Regions from separate parts of the Ovis aries genome. Here region 2 is linked to region 1. Evidence: chromatin contacts called from public Hi-C data. All regions are on one chromosome and are shown on one strand. The core of a region is the stretch at or near the end of the contact, and the rest is flanking DNA. Distances in the headings are between cores, read along the strand shown.

Region 1 (4,167 bases), core at 975-3,474:
AGCTCTTGTGAGCAAGGTACAGGGAGTACATTGGGATCCCAGAGAACTGATGATTTAGCTGAGACTGAAAGGTTCAGAAGAATGTAGCCAGAAGAAGAATGCTTTAGGCATTATCCATTCTACAAAATTTTATCGAACACTAACTGTGGGTCAGGCTTTATGCTAGACTCTGCAAAGTTAGAAAGATAGACAATCCTGCCTCCCCAACTGCTTAGGGAAATCAGGGTGAAGGAGAAATAGACATGAAAATTGTTGTTGTTGTTCAGTTACTAAGTGGTGTCCGATTCTTTGCGACCCCCTGGACTGCAGCATGCCATGCTTCCCTGTCCTTCCTTGTCTTCCAGAGTTTGCTCAAACTCATGTCCATTGAGTTGGTGATGCCATCCAACCATCTCATCCTCTGTCACCTGCTTCTCCTCCTGCCCTCAGTCTTTCCCAGCATCAGAGTCTTTTCCAAAGACTCGGCTCTTCAGATTAGGTAGCCAAAATATTGGAGCTTCACCTTCAGCATCAGTCCTTCCAGTGAATATTCAGGGTTGATTTCCTTATGCAAAGGAAATCAACTCTCCTCTGGCAAAATTAGGGAATTAAAAGATTCATCACTTTCCTCCTGGAAAGTCCAACCTGCTCCTGAGTGTGCTCTCTTGCAGCTCCTGGCTCTGTTATGAATGCCCAATATTCCCAGGGAGTTTCCCCATTACGTAAACACAGGGCAAGTACTTCCCTGTCTACCTCTTTATGTTTCAGAACACAACTAAAGATTTTTTAAAAAGTTAAAAAAACCTAAACCCTTTTTATTTTGTATTAGAGTATAGCCAATTAAAAATGTTGTGGTAGTTTCAGGTGGACAGCAAAGGGACTCAGCCATACATATAGATAAATCCATTCTCCCCCGTACTCCCCTCCCATCCAGACTTCCATATAACATTGAGCAGAGTTCCAAGATTCTTTACTGGAAAGCTGGGTTAATTAAAGAAGATCACACTGTATAGGAAGGGAGAACTGTAAATTGTCAGTTAACATGGTTTTCCCTCCACAGTTCATGGCAAAAGAACATATACACTCAACAAATACATGCCAGCTGTCCTGCTGAGGTGCCCAAGACAGATAAAATGTCCTACATGAACTTTCATTTGAGAAGCAGATAGACAGGAAATAAATAAACATATATACATTGACAACCTAATTAGAGATGGATGAGTGGTACTTCTGATAGCCCTTTTGGGGAATGGCGTCAGTTGTATCATTGTGAAGGAAGTGATGTGTTTGAGCTGAGACCTGAAGGGTGGGAAGGAGCTAGTCTTCAAAAAAGCCGAAAAAGAGTTGCAGAAAAAGAGACCACGGGAAACTGTTCCTGGGGTTCCCTGCCCCTCAAGTCACTGCCTTATCACTGGTGTCACCCTCTGCTCTCCACCTGCTCACAACAGTGGCCGCCGGGCTTTCAGGACAACTCAGTCCACGGAGATTGGGTGTCCCCTCCAAGAAGAACCTGCTTCTCCGTCCCTGGAGACGTTTAGTATCATCCCTGGATGGTGGGTTCTGTTTGAACCAGCGGTTTCACCACTAGACTGTGACGGCCTTCCATTCACGGACTCTTCTGTCCTTTCTCATTTTCTAGGAACTTGACTCGATTTCTTTAATTAGTGAATCTACAATTGCTTCTGAATGGCAGAGCCTTTTGATGTATGATTAATTAGAAACCCTTTGTTTTCCAATTCTGTTCTGGTCACCCCCCCACCCCCATTTTCTCCCGATCATATCGTTCTAAGCCTCAATTACATGCAGGTCAGAAGGCCTCCGACTAACTCCAGATGCCACTGGACTGGCGTTTAGGGCCATTTCAGGAAGGTAGGTCCTCAGGCACCCAGGTGCAGTCGGAGACCCGGGGTGCGGGCGCCCCGATGACGTCACTCCAAGGCTGCCGGCTCAGCGCGGGGCGTGACGTCACGCGGGCGGGCCAGGCCACCATGAGGTCACCTAGTGGGTGCGGCCAGGCCGAATCCCCAGTGTCGTCACGGGAGGGGCGGGGCCAGAGCGTGTCAGCGAAGCCGAATCAAAACAAGCCCGAGACCCGCCTTTTCCCTCCGGCTGGAGAGCTTCTTGCTCGCGCCCCGAGCCCGCGGCGCCCGCGCGGCTGCGAGCCTCGGGTGACCGCGCGCCGGCTCCAGGAAGCCGGGGAGGGCGCGGCAGCCGGGATGGCGCGGCGCGGGCCGCGCGGCTAGACGGGCGCCAGCGGAGCCGCCGGCCCGCGCCCTCCGTTCTCGGCCTCCCGAACCCGGCGTCGCGCCGCTGGGAGCCGCCTTCACCGACGCGGGGTACCTGGACGCTCGCGAGATGCCCAATCCCAAAAACAGTAAAGGCGGCCGCAAAAACAAGCGCGCCAACAGCAGCGGGGACGAGCAGGAAAATGGAGCCGGGGCCCTGGCAGTGGCGGGCGCGGCGGGCGCCGCGGCCGGGGGGGCCCTGGCGGCGGCGGCCGGCTGCGGAGCAGCGGCGGCGGGCGCACCCGGCACCGGGGGCGCGGCGGGCGCGGGAGGCGCGGGGCCGGGCGCCGCCAACGCCGCGGCCGCCGCGGGGGCTGCAGCCGCGGGCGACGCCAAGAACGGTAAGTCGGGTCCGGTCAGGCGAGCGCCAACTTCCTCACCGACGGGGACGGCGCGGCGGCGGCGGGGCCCAGGGTGGCGCGGGCGATGCGTGGACAATGCGAGAGTCAGGAAGTGCTCACCCCGCCCCTCCGCCCCGCCGCGGCTGCCCCTTCCCGGTCCCCACGCACGGCGGCGGCGATCGATCGCCGGCCCTGGCTCGGTGTCCGCGCGGCTCTCCGGTCGCGCGCCTCGGGCAGCCTGCGCCCCAAACTCCGAGGGGCTTTCGGGTCCCCGGTCGGGGCGGCGCTCCCCTCGGGCCCTGCCCGTTGTGCTCGCGCTGGCAAAGCCGAGTGTGTGCTCTAGACCAGGGAGGACGAAGGAAGGGAAGAAAGAGCTGCTCAAGTTGAGAAGAATGGTCCGATTGGAAACTTAGGCACCAGTTCCTTCTTCCCTGTGCTCCCCTCACCCACCCGCCTTCCCCTCCCCTGAGTGAAGGGGAGCCTCAAATCCCGGCCGACCAGGGCTTGCTGTGTCGACTGCCACAGGTGAAGAGGCCCCGAGACATTTTTACTGTAGGGTGTGTGTGTGTGTGTGTGTGTGTGTGTGTCGCTGGGCTGAGGGGGCGGGGGTGTGCTCTTTAATTCTGCTCGCTTGAGGAAGGAAGAGAATCTGAACTTGACTTCCGTTCTCAGCCCGGAGTTAAAAAAAAAATCATTATTTAATTCTACTTCACATTTTAGGAGGAAGCTTAATAACCTGAATGCACCTTTTGAGAGAGCGTTTAAGAAATAGTGAAGATACCACAAGATTGCCGTTGTCACTGCAGAGACACAGTCTTACAGCGTGCTGGGCAAACACTTTTTCGGACTTGGGCAGTTCTTTGAATTCCTCTGGTCAAGCAGGTTTTCAGAGCAGGGAATATAGGTATATTTTAATGAAGAGAGATTGGGTTCCTAATATCTGACTTTTAACTTGTAGGTTTCAGCTTCCAAAGCCCTTCTTTATGTAGATCACTTACTTTTTAAACTGGTGACCTGCACTTAGAAGAACCCGCTTGGTTATCAGAGCAGAGGAGGCTGAAGATTAGCCTATTAGAACCTTAGGCCCCTTGGCTATATCTCTGCAATTTTGAAATAGGAAGGTTCCCCCCCCTCCCCCCTGTCGCCCGCCCCCCAGGAACAAACATCCCATTTGTGAATGTTTGAAAAGTCAAAATTTGGCCAGACTGTCTTTGGCGTGTTCTGGTTTTTTTGTTTTTTGGTTTTTTTTTTTTGCCACCCCATGGGCTGTAGCCCGCCAGGCTCCTCTGTGAAATTCTCCAGGCAAGAATACTGAGTGGGTTGCCAGTCCCTTTTCCAGGGGATCTTCCTGACCCAGGGATCAAACCTGGGTCTCCTCCTTGCAGGCAGATTCTTTACCTTCTGAGTCACTTTAATCGACCCCCACCCCCCCTTTTTTTTTGTTCTAAACTTCATCTTGGTATTGATGTGGCAGAGGAGAAAGAAGCAACTCCTTGCTCAGCCATTCAGTTTTGTCATCTTGGAAAGGACAGCTGTTCTGAGCTTCAATTTCCTACCCTGTA
Region 2 (4,167 bases), core at 1,172-3,671, 190 kb after region 1:
TAACCACCCCCAAATGACTTCTAGAAAACAAGTATTTCTTAACTTTTTATTGACATTGGCAAATTAAAATAGAATAAATTAACAAGTATTTTTTCAAAAAAATGTTTTGTACAAAAATACTGTCAAAATTTCCTAAAAAGCTTTCAACACAGTAGTATCTTTTCATGTACTGAATATAACTATTAGCACAGTGTCAAAAATGTTGAAGACAGAAACAAAATAAAAATCTGTGAAATGTTTGCCACTGACGACATTCCACACCCTATTATTGTCTGTACATATGGGGGAGGGGGACAGCCACCTTGAAAGTGAACAGTATGACTTTTCCTGATCCAGAATGGTTTGGCCCACATCTGTTTAATCTTCCAGTTAAGCATATTTTAAAAATTAGTCTGTACTCAAATGCATAGTTAAAAATATGAAGCGAGATGGCAGAGTTTGTGCAGTAATATCTGCCCTTCAAAGTTCATGCAACCAACTAATGCAATTTTTCCTTTTCCTCATAAATCTGAATGCAGTTCAGTCATTTGAAACCATCTACAAAATCCACAAGATTAAGCAGTTTGCCAAGATTAATATCTAACAGTTGAGCACTGGAGAAAGTGAGGAAATAAGGAGTAAAAACAAACAACAAAAAAGACCAAGTTAGCTAGGTATTTCAACTACATAAGGGAGGTGAATGTCCAGGCTACAAAAACGAAACAAAAACAGGAAAAAAAAAAAAAAAGTGGCAGCAATTTTTTAAACCAATTTGTACAAGTTTATAGTTTACTTTGTTTCCAAGTTCTCAAACCTTTCACGCTCTGAAAAGTGAGATACTGTGTCTAAAGGGAATGTTTTTTTTAATTCACACCGAAGAAGTTGGGGGATTTGATTTTTTTTTTCGCCGGGGTTTCGATCGAGTCAACAGCTTACTCTGCTGGGCTGTTGTTTGCACACGAAGTCCGTCATAAAATCAAACTCGTTTTGCCCCAGCCAGAGTTCGGGCAGCTCCTTGATGCGGTCCAAACCCATTTCTATCACTAAGGACATGAGCACTTCCTCGTCGATGAAATCAGTGTCTATGACATTGGGCGGCAGCACTGCAGCAGGGACGTGGGCCACGGAGGCGGGCATGTTGCTGCTGCTGCCGCCGCCGCTGCCGCCGCCGCTATTGCTGCTGCCCGCGCCGCCGCCCGAAGTGCCCGCGGAGCCGCCGGGGGTGCTGCTGCCGCCCGAGCCGCCGGGGGTGCTGCTGCCGCCGCTGTGCTTGGGGTTGCAATCTCGGAAGTGCTGGTTTGTCCCGTTCATCTGGTGGCCCGCAGCAGGGTGCAAATCCGGCATGTAGTGGTTGTGGGGGTAGGGGTGATGGTTGAAATACTGGTTGTTGAGCTTCTGCAGCTGCATGCTGGCTGGCAGGGAGCCTCCCTGGCTGGCCACCGGGGGGCCCATAAACTGGGAGTTGTTAAACCTGGCCGCGGGGGCCAGAGCGCTCGGGGGGTGCCCTCCGTTTACAGTCCCCGGCCCCATCGCGTGCCTGATGCCGCTCGAGGCATTCATGTTGCTCGCGCCGTAGTGTATGTGCTCGCCCATCAGGGCGTTGAAGGCGTGTTGCGGCTGCTGCTGCTGGTGATGATGGGGGCTAGGAAATTGCCCCATACCCATGCGGTGGGCAGGGTGGTGGTGCAGCCCATTGGTGCCGTCGGGGAAGCGCCCGTGGTTCATGGCCATCATATGGTCTGCCATTTCCAGTCCTGCGAGTGAAAAGGGCAGACAGTAAGACCCGCGCCACACGTGTCGCCCACCACAGCGCACCCCACTTTTCCTCGCCCCTGGCTCCCAGGTTCACCCGACGCACTTCAGCTGCGAATCCTCATCCCGAAAATCCCACTAGGAGCCTGTGCACCCGGGCTACCCACCAAGGAAGACCTGCCATCCACAACAGAAGATCTGCGCGCTGCACAAACAGCTCTTTTCCCTGCGATCCGGCGGGGCACCCAAGCCCACACCCCCCTCTGGCTCCCCGAAGTCGCCTAATAAAGGAAGTGCCCCATAGCCCAGCCGCGAACTTCAGGCATTAAATCAGCCCTCCTCATCCTGTTGTTGCACATCCTGTTGTTATTCCCCAGCTCCGCCTCGCGCTCTTCCTCCGGGCAAACCCAGCCCTCGGAGGACTGGCCTGGCAGGAGCCCCAGCCAGCTTCGCCCGCCGCACTTACCTTCCGTCCTTGCAATTTCTGCTCCGAAGACCGAGGGCGGGATCGTCGGGTCCAGGACCGGCTCAGCAGCACATAGAGGGGGCCTTCCTGGCGTGCAAGGCGCTCACAGTCGCGAAGTCTGCGCCGAAGTCTTGCAGCAGCCGCTGGGGCAGGATCGGAGCCGTTCCCTTTTATTTCCCCTCTGCTGCACTCACAGCTCGGCGAGACCGCCCGGCAGCTGCCAACAATGAGCTGTGTTTCTTAGGGCTTTGGCCACAGTTAATATAAGGGATTTCAGGAAGGGCGGAGCGAGAGCCTCCCCAGCGGGCGGCTGGCAAACGCGGATTCCGGAACATCAGGCACGCGGGACCGGGCTGGGCAGCCGCGTCCCCGCGGCCGGAGGCACGTGCGCAGAGCCTGAGGGCCCAGGCGCCGCCCCGCTGTCCCCCGATTCTGGTTTCTTCTCGGCCCACAAATACCAGGCCAGACCTCCCCCGGCACAGAAAGTCCTCCCTGGACTCTCAGCCCGAAGGTAGCGCCCGCCGCGAGAGAAACTAGGAAAACTCACCGCCCCCCTCTGGCCGAATCCCCACCTCGAGCTCACCTAGCGACCTGGGCTGCTTTCTGTGGGAAAATAGGGTTCACACAGCGCCCCCTGTTTAGTGCCTTTCTGCCTCCGCGGCTTTGCAAAAGCCTACCCAGGTTGCAAAGAATGGCTGTGTTTACCAGAGTGGGTTTTTAAGCCACGGGCAAATAATGCCCCCTCCCCTGTGCGCGCTTTCCTGGACTGTGCCTTTGTGTTTTTATAGGAGCAGTAGGTAAACCTGATCTAGACATTTTGCGTGTAGATGCATTTCCTCCACTCCTTTCAAGGACAGGAGCTGGGGGCGGGGAGCGGCAGCGGCAGCCGCTGCAGGTGGACCGAGCGCGTTCGCGGGCTCGGCCGCCTCCGCTCCAGCGCCTGGGAATCCGGTCCGCGGTTTCGCGGCAACTCGCCGCTCTCGGGGTACGTGTGCTTCTGCTAAGTTTGCGTTTGCAGCTCTTGGTAGCTTTGGCATCCGAGCTGAGGCGTCTCTGCTCTGTAAACAAACTCAGCGATCCTCGTCCCCAGATCCACCTTTTTGCACATACACAGTTTCTTGCTTCTGCTGTTGCCCTTGATCCGGGAGGTGGGGGTGTGTGCAAACTTGCACAGCCTCCCTCCGGGCTCTGCCTGACGGTTTGGGGTTGATTTAGAAGCGAACGGGTTTGTAATTAAGAAATTCGAGGGCTGAGTAAGGCTGCTGAAGCTGGAAAAGGAAAACAAATAGATAACATGGTAATCGCTTTGTAAATAAAGTCGTTCTGGAGGTGGGCACGTAGCTGCACGTCCCGTATGGCACCGCGCGCGCACACACACTGCTGGGACTCTTCCTTTTCAGTGAAATTGCTCAGTGGGCCAATAGGCGATAATAATAACCTTGCTTCCCAGAACGCGGCACAACTAGCCTGGTCGTCCATTTGGCTCATTGACTTGCAAATAAAAGCCCTAACGCGGGCCTGGGCCACTACCCAGTCGGAGCTCTCTTGCTTTCTCAAATGGGGAAGCCGAATTGTTTCCCCAACACCGTGATGAGGTTGCTCGGAGCTTTTAAATTGCTCTTTATGTGGTAAAAGTGAGTTTAGCGCTCCGAATAAGGACTTCTGTTCAGAGTTGTTTCTTCATAACTAGATATCCATTGACGACTTCCTGCTGTGAAGAGCAAGTCCCCCCCCCCCCCGCCCCTTTTTTTTTCTCCCATCTTGCTCACAGGACTTTTAAAGGCCCTTTTTGAAGACTGGAAATTCTGATACATTTCCCCTTTCAGGAATTTGCAGAAGAGAGCAAATCCTGATTATTTGAATCTATTACCCCTCTGTCTTCCTTCAGTTATATGTGTGTAGAATAGTTAATATATGGATTTAAACATTGTTACTGTCTTCCTCTCTTTCCTTTTCCACACCCTCCATCA

Evidence for each region. A called contact is a pair of places that touch in the nucleus more often than the background predicts.
Region 2: a contact with region 1 is called in a Hi-C map of muscle, with 3 times the contacts expected there. The contact joins the promoter of CITED2 here to the promoter of HECA in region 1. A contact is called at or near these places in 8 of 16 Hi-C or Micro-C datasets (blood, hypothalamus, mixed tissues and 3 more).

The regions. Positions count from the first base shown.
Region 1 is chr8:64,127,080-64,131,246 of ARS-UI_Ramb_v3.0, forward strand. HECA (hdc homolog, cell cycle regulator) reads left to right here and starts at 2,225. Exons shown (of 4, transcript XM_027972500.3): 1 at 2,225-2,605. The coding sequence starts at 2,335. LOC132660207 (a long non-coding RNA gene) reads right to left here and starts at 2,555. Exons shown (of 2, transcript XR_009601531.1): 1 at 1,780-2,555.
Region 2 is chr8:64,321,257-64,325,423 of ARS-UI_Ramb_v3.0, forward strand. It overlaps CITED2 (Cbp/p300 interacting transactivator with Glu/Asp rich carboxy-terminal domain 2), which reads right to left and starts at 2,422. Exons shown (of 2, transcript NM_001308562.1): 1 at 2,198-2,422; 2 at 443-1,733. The coding sequence starts at 1,725. The coding sequence ends at 904.